Linked DNA regions of Callithrix jacchus: region 2 is linked to region 1. The links are chromatin contacts, called in public Hi-C maps. All regions are on one chromosome and are shown on one strand. Each heading gives the region's core, a stretch centred on a gene start, on an enhancer-like site or on the middle of the called end of the contact. The rest is flanking DNA. Distances are from core to core; before and after follow the strand shown.

What was found. Hi-C and Micro-C count contacts between places; a contact is called where the count stands out from the background.
Region 2: a contact with region 1 is called in a Hi-C map of induced pluripotent stem cells, with 2.6 times the contacts expected there. The contact joins the enhancer-like site here to the promoter of MARK2 in region 1. A contact is called at or near these places in 2 of 3 Hi-C or Micro-C datasets (induced pluripotent stem cells and skeletal muscle).

The regions. Positions count from the first base shown.
Region 1 is chr10:120,885,324-120,888,860 of calJac240_pri, reverse strand. MARK2 (microtubule affinity regulating kinase 2) reads right to left here and starts at 2,169. Exons shown (of 18, transcript XM_078341247.1): 1 at 1,967-2,169.
Region 2 is chr10:120,944,510-120,948,328 of calJac240_pri, reverse strand. It overlaps MARK2 (microtubule affinity regulating kinase 2), which reads right to left. Exons shown (of 18, transcript XM_078341247.1): 4 at 1,754-1,802; 5 at 1,361-1,426; 6 at 1,201-1,271; 7 at 947-1,003; 8 at 1-207. Among named protein-coding and RNA genes, the nearest start is that of RCOR2, 19 kb to the left of the region's middle. Within about 2 kb of position 2,053, at least 3 of the 16 cell types and tissues checked have an H3K27ac peak or open chromatin away from gene starts, as enhancers often do.

The DNA.
Region 1 (3,537 bases), core at 920-3,419:
CAGAACACTCACAGAGACAAACAGGAGGCCCAGAGACTTAAAAGCCAAACCCGTGGGGAAGAGAACAAGAGGGATCCAAAGACTCTGAAGGGAGTGATGATTGTTACCCCAAAGGCAACCTGTGGGAAAACTATGCGCATGACAGCTGTGGGAAACACGGAAGCGACAAATGCCAGCGCCAGGATTCAGGGAGCTCCTGGAGAAAAGAAGGGAAAGTGATGAGCAAAGAGTAGGCGAAGGATTTGGAAAGGTGATGAGGGTGGAGCTGGTGGGTTGCAAGCAAGAGGGAGAGCACAATTTGGAAAACGACGAAGCAGGGTAGAAAATGTGAGGGAATTGCAAGGGGCCAAGATCGAGAGCACAGTCAGGGGCAAGGACCCTGAGGGTGATAACCAGAGACTAGCAGAACCGGTGCGGGCGGAGGGGAAGCGAGGCAGGAGAGACGAAGGGAGAGGTGGACAAAGATCTGTGGCAAATCGCCGGGTGCTGCTATTCGAGGGGCGGGAGGGTGGCTGCTTTAAGCGTGGGTGGAGGAAGACCAGAAAGGCCCCTGAGAGAAAAAGGGAAGAGAAAGGGAAGCTGGGGAGGTGACACGGAAGAGCGCAGGAGGGTGGTGAGGGGAGCGGGGGGGTTGGCAGAAAGACAAGTGTACAGCTTGTAGTCAGGACAAGGTGGGTCCCAGGTCAGGACTCGGAAGCGGTATGTGCGGGGCCGGAGCCGGGAGCCGGATGACAGGGCAGCCGAGGCTTGCAGGATGGCAGCAGGGGCACAAGGAGAGCAGAGGGAGGAGGCTCCGCAAGGTGCAAGGGGCCCAGCCAAAGAATTCGGGGAGCCCTCAGGGCTCCTTACCTGCTCCGTGTCCCTCTCGTTCAGCGTGGGTAGGGGGGTCCGGGCGCTGGACATGGCGCCGGTATCTCGGGGGAGGGAACCGAGAAGCTTGGAGGAAGGGAGGGAAGGGAAGGCGCGGAGCCCGGCCGGGCGGGGCTTCTCACAGCAGGAGCACCCGCCGCATGGGCCCCGGCCGGGGGTGCGGGGAGGCCGGGCAGCCGCTCACGCCAGCCCGGGGATGCGCCGCTCGGGCTAGGCCGCGCCGGCTCCGAGCGGCTCCGGACCGCACCCCCCCGACCCCCGGCTGGGCTGTGCCGCCCTTCGGCCGGGCCGCGCCGCTCCGCCTACTCTCTGCCGCCGCAGCCGGCCGCCTGCCTCGCTCCTCCCCTGCCCTCAGCGGCACTGCTCCGCGCCCGGCACACAGGCAGCCGCCGCCGGACCTGCTGCTCCCAACATGGCCGCCACCACCGCCGGCCCTCGGCTCTTTCCGCCGGCAGCAGCCGGAAACATCCGAAGCGGCTAGAAAAGGGAGGTGGGGAGCGCCTTCTCCTCCCGGCCACAGACTACGGGTGAATTCCGGAAACAGCCGAAGAAGGTAAACTCCGGGGACGCGCGCACCTCCTCGATTCCGAAGACGAAGTTTCGGCTCTGTTTACGGAAATTCACGAAGCGACCCCGGGTATCTACCCCTCCGCCCCCTTACACAACCATCCAGCCACGCCCACCGGTCTTCCCCCGCCCACTTCAAGAGGGCTTTCGGCAATTTCCGGAAACACCCGAAGCTGCTCCGCGTGCTGAGCCGGCCACGCCCCCTCCCGCCGCGCTGCTGAGGGCGGTCGTCGGCCATTTCCGGCAACACCCGAGGCCCTCCGAGCCCCCGGTTGTTTCCCCGGGTGGCTCTCGGAGTCTGATTCGCTTCGTGTCTTTCCGTCAGTTTTCGGGTATTTTCAAATCTTGAACGGGAAGCGTCGGTCACCTGTCAGTGCTTGTGATTTGACTAAATACAAAACAAGGTTGTTAGCCGTCCCTGCGATTAGCATCCTCTGGTTCTATAGCAACTTCCTGTCTGCATTTCTGTCCGTCTGTCGGTCGTCTCATAAAATCCACCTCCCTTTTATCATCTAGCCTATCAACATACCTGTCTTATGCAGAATCAGTCTATTGCCTGTCTGCTTCCTATCCACCACTTGCCATCGTCTATCTTGGCTTCTATGGATCCCCGCATCTAGTCCGCAGGGCTCGGCAAGGCCCCAGGCAGGCCCAGGGCAGCGTCCTCTGCACTGGATGCGGGAGCATCCGGGGCCCTGCAGTTCAGCCCCAGCTCTGCCAAGTGAAAATGCCGCGTGATCACATAACATCACTGAGTTTAGGCTCCTCTTTCCTATGCCTTTGCTCCTACATTGACACTCGAAATGACGTTTCTGTATTCCAATTACCTTTTAAAATGCCTCTGCAAGATAAGGTATTTAAAGTTTCTTTTCTTTCTTTCTCTGGGCCTCATTTTCCCCATCAGTAAAGTGAAGCCATTGGATTCATGAACTCTGAGGTCCCTCTCGGCTTTGGAGAGCCCTTGACTAACAGGAAATCTATTTGGCAACTGCAGTCAACTCCTCACTTCCCCTTACACTGTTACCAAGGACAGGCAGTATCCTGGGCTGATTTCCCCAGCACCAAGCTGTCCTCACCCACAGTAGCTGAAACACGTTGGAACCACACCCTCCCATCCATGGCTTAAGGTGGGCGGGAGGCAGAGGCCCCATGGAAGTCAGAAACCAGGCTCAAGCAACAGGTTCTCAAAGGTACACAGGAGCAGAGAGGACCCAGGAGTTATTGGGAAAACTGCTGATTGGTCCCCGGCTACTTGACCTCCAACTCCCAGTTACAGCATCTTGAGCCAGCCTTCATTCCATCAATCAGAGAAATAGGCATCTGAGCAGATGTAATTAGCGGGGGTATGAAAGTACTTCCTAAGGCAACAGGTATCACCCACACTCTTAGTAAATCCCTGGGACTCCAGCACAGTTTTCCATGCCCCACCCCAGCTCCATTCAGGCACCCACCCGTTGAGGAAGAAGGTGGTGAAGGTACACCAATAGAGGTGAGGAAGAGAGAGGAAGAGGACAGAGAACATTTCACTCCCCCAACCCAAATTCAATCCTTGAGAATCATCTGCCCTCTGGTGGCCAAAGGGAGATGCATTGCCTGGTATCACCTCTAATAAAAGCAGGGAAAATTCAGAGGAAGCAGTTGGTGGTTGATGTTCCAGCAGTCTTGCCCTGGTCCACACTCTCGTCTAAATAGACTCCAACTCCTCCATGCTTCTCACTGTAGCTCTAACCCCTGCCTCATCCCTTGGCCCTTGGCTGTGACCCCGACCCTACCTAACCGTTTCCTTACTAGCTTTGCAAAGGCTGTGGAGCTTGTCTCCCTGCCTTGATTCCCTCCAACCTACTGCACCAGACATGTCAGAATAATCTTCCCAAAGTCCAGCTCCAGTAATGTCTCTGCTCTGCTAGAAAGCTATCACCAGCTCCCTAATGGGTTATAGGCAGGACTGGCTTCATGGCCCCAGGACCCGTGCAGTCACACAGAGCCCTGAGCTCAGGACGGCCCTGAGCTTGGATTAATGCTCTGCCATCACCGTCTTGAAAAAAAAACAAACTTTTTTTTTAGACTAGATAGATAATGCTCTATCACCCAAGCTGCAGT
Region 2 (3,819 bases), core at 804-3,303, 60 kb before region 1:
TCCGCTGACCAGTGTATAGAGGATAACTCCTAGGCTCCACACATCCACCTCGGGTCCATCATATTTTTTGCCCTGGAAGAGTTCTGGGGCAGCATAAGGGGGACTGCCACAGAAGGTGTCCAGCTTGTTCCCAAAGGTGAATTCATTGCTGAAGCCAAAGTCTGCAATCTTGATGTTCATGTCAGCATCCAAGAGCAAGTTTTCTGCCTGGGAGGTAAGATGGAAAACATGAGGGAAGAAGTGAAACAGACTAAGGCCCCAGGCAGGAAGGAGCTGAGGGGAATGGGAGAACAAATGGGAAGTCATCTTCAGTCTCAGAACCTTCTCCACCAATTTCAGGGCAGGGCTTCAATCAGCGTGCAGGCTGGGCAGGAGGATGGCAGTGTAGGCCACTCCTCACACGGGCAGCAATGAGAGACTGGGATCAGAAGGCCCAGAGACCCTGTGAGCTGTGCAAAGCTTCAGCATCAGGCCCAGGTTAATCAAATCATGTCTGTGAGGACTTGGCAGCCAGAAGACTCACAGGTGTCCTCAAACTTGAGCATCTTGGTAATGGAGATGGTATATGCGTGCGTGCCTGCAAAGCAGCTGGGATACAGCTGCGGAACTTTCAGCACTCTTCCCTGGGTCAGCTACCAGGTTGCCTGAAAGACCGAAAAAGCCTGGAGTGTGCCTGCCTTGCCTGGCAGCACTGAAGAGTGATGTGCTGGGAGGTGAAATGGCAGAGGCCCCCTGCTCACAGGCTGGGGTGGAACCCAAGGTCCAGCCGCAAGGTCTCTATCAGAAGCAGCCCTAGGGGCTTTCTGGTCATCTCAAAAAAACAAATGAAAGCCTCGAGTTTCCTGGAAGACTCAGGGCCTGATGGTTATTGATGGTTTTATCATGGAGAACCAAGAGGGACAACCTAGCCCCCACTTACAGGCACAAGGAGAAGTGCGTGCCTTACCTTTAAGTCTCTATGAACAATAAACTTCTGGTGACAGTACTGCACAGCAGACACTATCTGAAAGGAAGGAAGAAGGGTTAACCCAGGGGCACCTGAGAGTGGGCCACGGGGCCTGGCAGAGCAGTGACCCTGTGACCTAGTGCTAAGCTGCCACACAGATAAGCAGAGCCCAAAGTACAGGCAGCTTATCCTTACATGTCAAACCCCAAAAGGCAGAGGTCGGGCCCAGAGCCTGTGGATGGAGTCACACCTACCTGGCGGAATTTGGCTCGAGCCTCTTTTTCTTTCATCCTGCCGTGAGCCACAAGGTAATCAAATACCTCTCCTGTAAGAGACCAGGCAGGGACCTCAGTCTGAGCTGGCTGGACGTGGAAGAAGTAGGGACACAAGAGGAAGAGGCATTTCCACACCTACCGCCACTAGCGTACTCCATGACAAGGTAGAGCGTTTTCTCAGTCTCAATCACTTCAAATAATTTAACTACAAGAGAAAAGGCCAAGCCTTAAGTCAAGAAGCAGCAGGGGCCACATACTGCTCTCCAATATGTCCAGGAGCATCCTAGGGACGAAAGTCTCCCTTCCTTTCAGGATCTCCCACTCCCAAGAACAAGCTCCTCTCATGCCAGCCAAACTACTAAGGACAGCCCAGTGTGTCAGAAGGGGAGATGGATTTTGAGCTGAGCTTCCCCAGGAAACTCCTTGAAGACTGCAAACTCCAAAAGGCAGTGCATCTCAGAGAGAAGATGAGAAGCTGGAAAGCAGAGCCTCGCTGTTGGGGAAGAAGAGAGAAATGACAAGGTATGCTCACCTATGTTGGGATGGTTCAAAACCTTCATTATTCTTACTTCGCGGAATAGCTGGAAGATAAAATACCAGGGCTCAGGCATGCTCAACTTGCTCCCCTCAGGTCCCTCCAAACAGAGCCCCTGCTAGGACTTTTTTCCCCAGAAAATCAAAACCAGGCAGGGAAAAGAAAATAGCGTTGTTGTCTAGCTCATGCATGGCCTTCCCCGTGGCTGGGAAGCCAGGGAAGCTGGAGGAGGGCTGCTGTGGGGACTTGCTACCCAGCATGGCATCAGGATGAGCCAGCCATGCCCTCTGCTGCGTCTACCAAATCCAGCCCCAAAACAGCAGGCGGGTTTTGGCTGGGTGCCTCTACTGGAGGGAGTGCGAACCCATGTGCGTGAATATTCAGAACCCGAGCTGCTGCCTCGGTTCAGTGACAGCATACACCCCAGCTTGGTCTGTGTAAAGGGGTGGTAGAGCACCAGAGAGGGACCCCATCATTTTCTCATTTACAGCAGTCGGAGGGCTCTGTTCTAGAGGATAGGCCTTCAGGGTGATGATAGAAGAAGCCACTCCTATATATAGCTGATGCCAATTTTAATCAAATCCACCTCCACACACTCACGCTCTCTTTGTGAAACAAAACCAGGGGCTCCAAACCATGTACTTCCATAAAGAAAGATGACAGAAATGAACTCCTTCCCCTCTGCGGGGGCCAGAGAACTGGAGGTGGGGCTTTTTGAAATTCCAGGCCTCATCACTTGCACAAAGAAGAGAACTAGTTTTTGTTGTTGTTTTGTCAGGGGCTTAGGGGAAGCCCTACTTCAAGATATGGTTTATGGAGTAAAGTGAATACATTTGTTTCCCCTTTAATGATGCCCTAGAGCTCCTGAGCTAGAAAGGAAAAGAAGAAAGAGGCTTTCCAATCTTCAGGAACCCAGTGTTGACCTTACCCTTTATTAGAGCCTAGGTTTTTCTTTCTTTTTTCTTTTTTCGAGACAGAGTCTTGCTTTGTTGCCAGGCTCCAGGCTGGAGTGCAATGGCGCGATCCCAGCTCACTGCAATCTCCGCCTCCCGGGTTCAAGCAATTCTCCTGCCTCAGCCTCCCAAGTAGCTGGGACTACTGGCGCACACTACCACGCCCAGCTAATTTTTGTATTTTCAGTAGAGATGGGATTTCACCATGTTGGCCAGGGTTGTCTCGATCTCTTGACCTCGTGATCCACCCACCTTGGCCTTCCAAAGTGCTGGGATTACAGGCGTGAGCTACTGCGCCCAGCCAGAGCCTAGGTTTTTCTTACTTTCTTCCCTGGTCCAATAGATATTTTGGATGAAGAGGCAAAAAGCTTGGATACCACCCTCTGGGGAGTCATGGAGAGCAGCACTGAAATGGCGCCAGTGGTGGCTACCAGGGCTTCTTCCCCTGAGGGTGCTCACCCGGCATGAAAGCGGCATTCTTCTGGGAGAACTTGGGGTTTTCTGAGCTCGTCTAGACCCCTGAGGGAGCTAGATTCTTCAATATTCATTTTTTAGGAATCATTGCTGGGATCACATTTTTGGCCAGAATCAGACTGGCTTTAGTAACAAAGAGTCTCAAAGGTTTTGAAAATGGCTCTATTTGTCTGGTGTTGGTGCCTTCCAGAGAGTCAGGAAGAATTAGGGAGAAAAACAAGGCAGGGAATAAGATGGCTTGGTGGACTGGCAACTATTATGATGGCAGGCTAGACTGCTCCCAAGACCAAATGCCCATCCCATGCGGACTTCTACTTCTGTGGGGCTGGAGCCAATATGTCATGAGCAGCCCTTTTTTCCTTCCTCCTGGAAAGCTCCAAGCAGGGACATCCTGGTGATGACAGCAATGCTTCCATTGAACTGAAGAACCCTTGAAGGGATTCTGGCGTTAACAATAAATAGGAAACACCTTGGTTCTAGCTGTTTGCATGTCAGGGGAACATCTCATCCACTCTAATTCCATAAGCACTGCCCTCAACAACAATCCTCAACCCCTACTCAGAAGGTTGCCAGTATCACTGTATCTGACTCTGTTAGCACAAATCATGCCTTCTCCTAACTCAACTACCACAATAT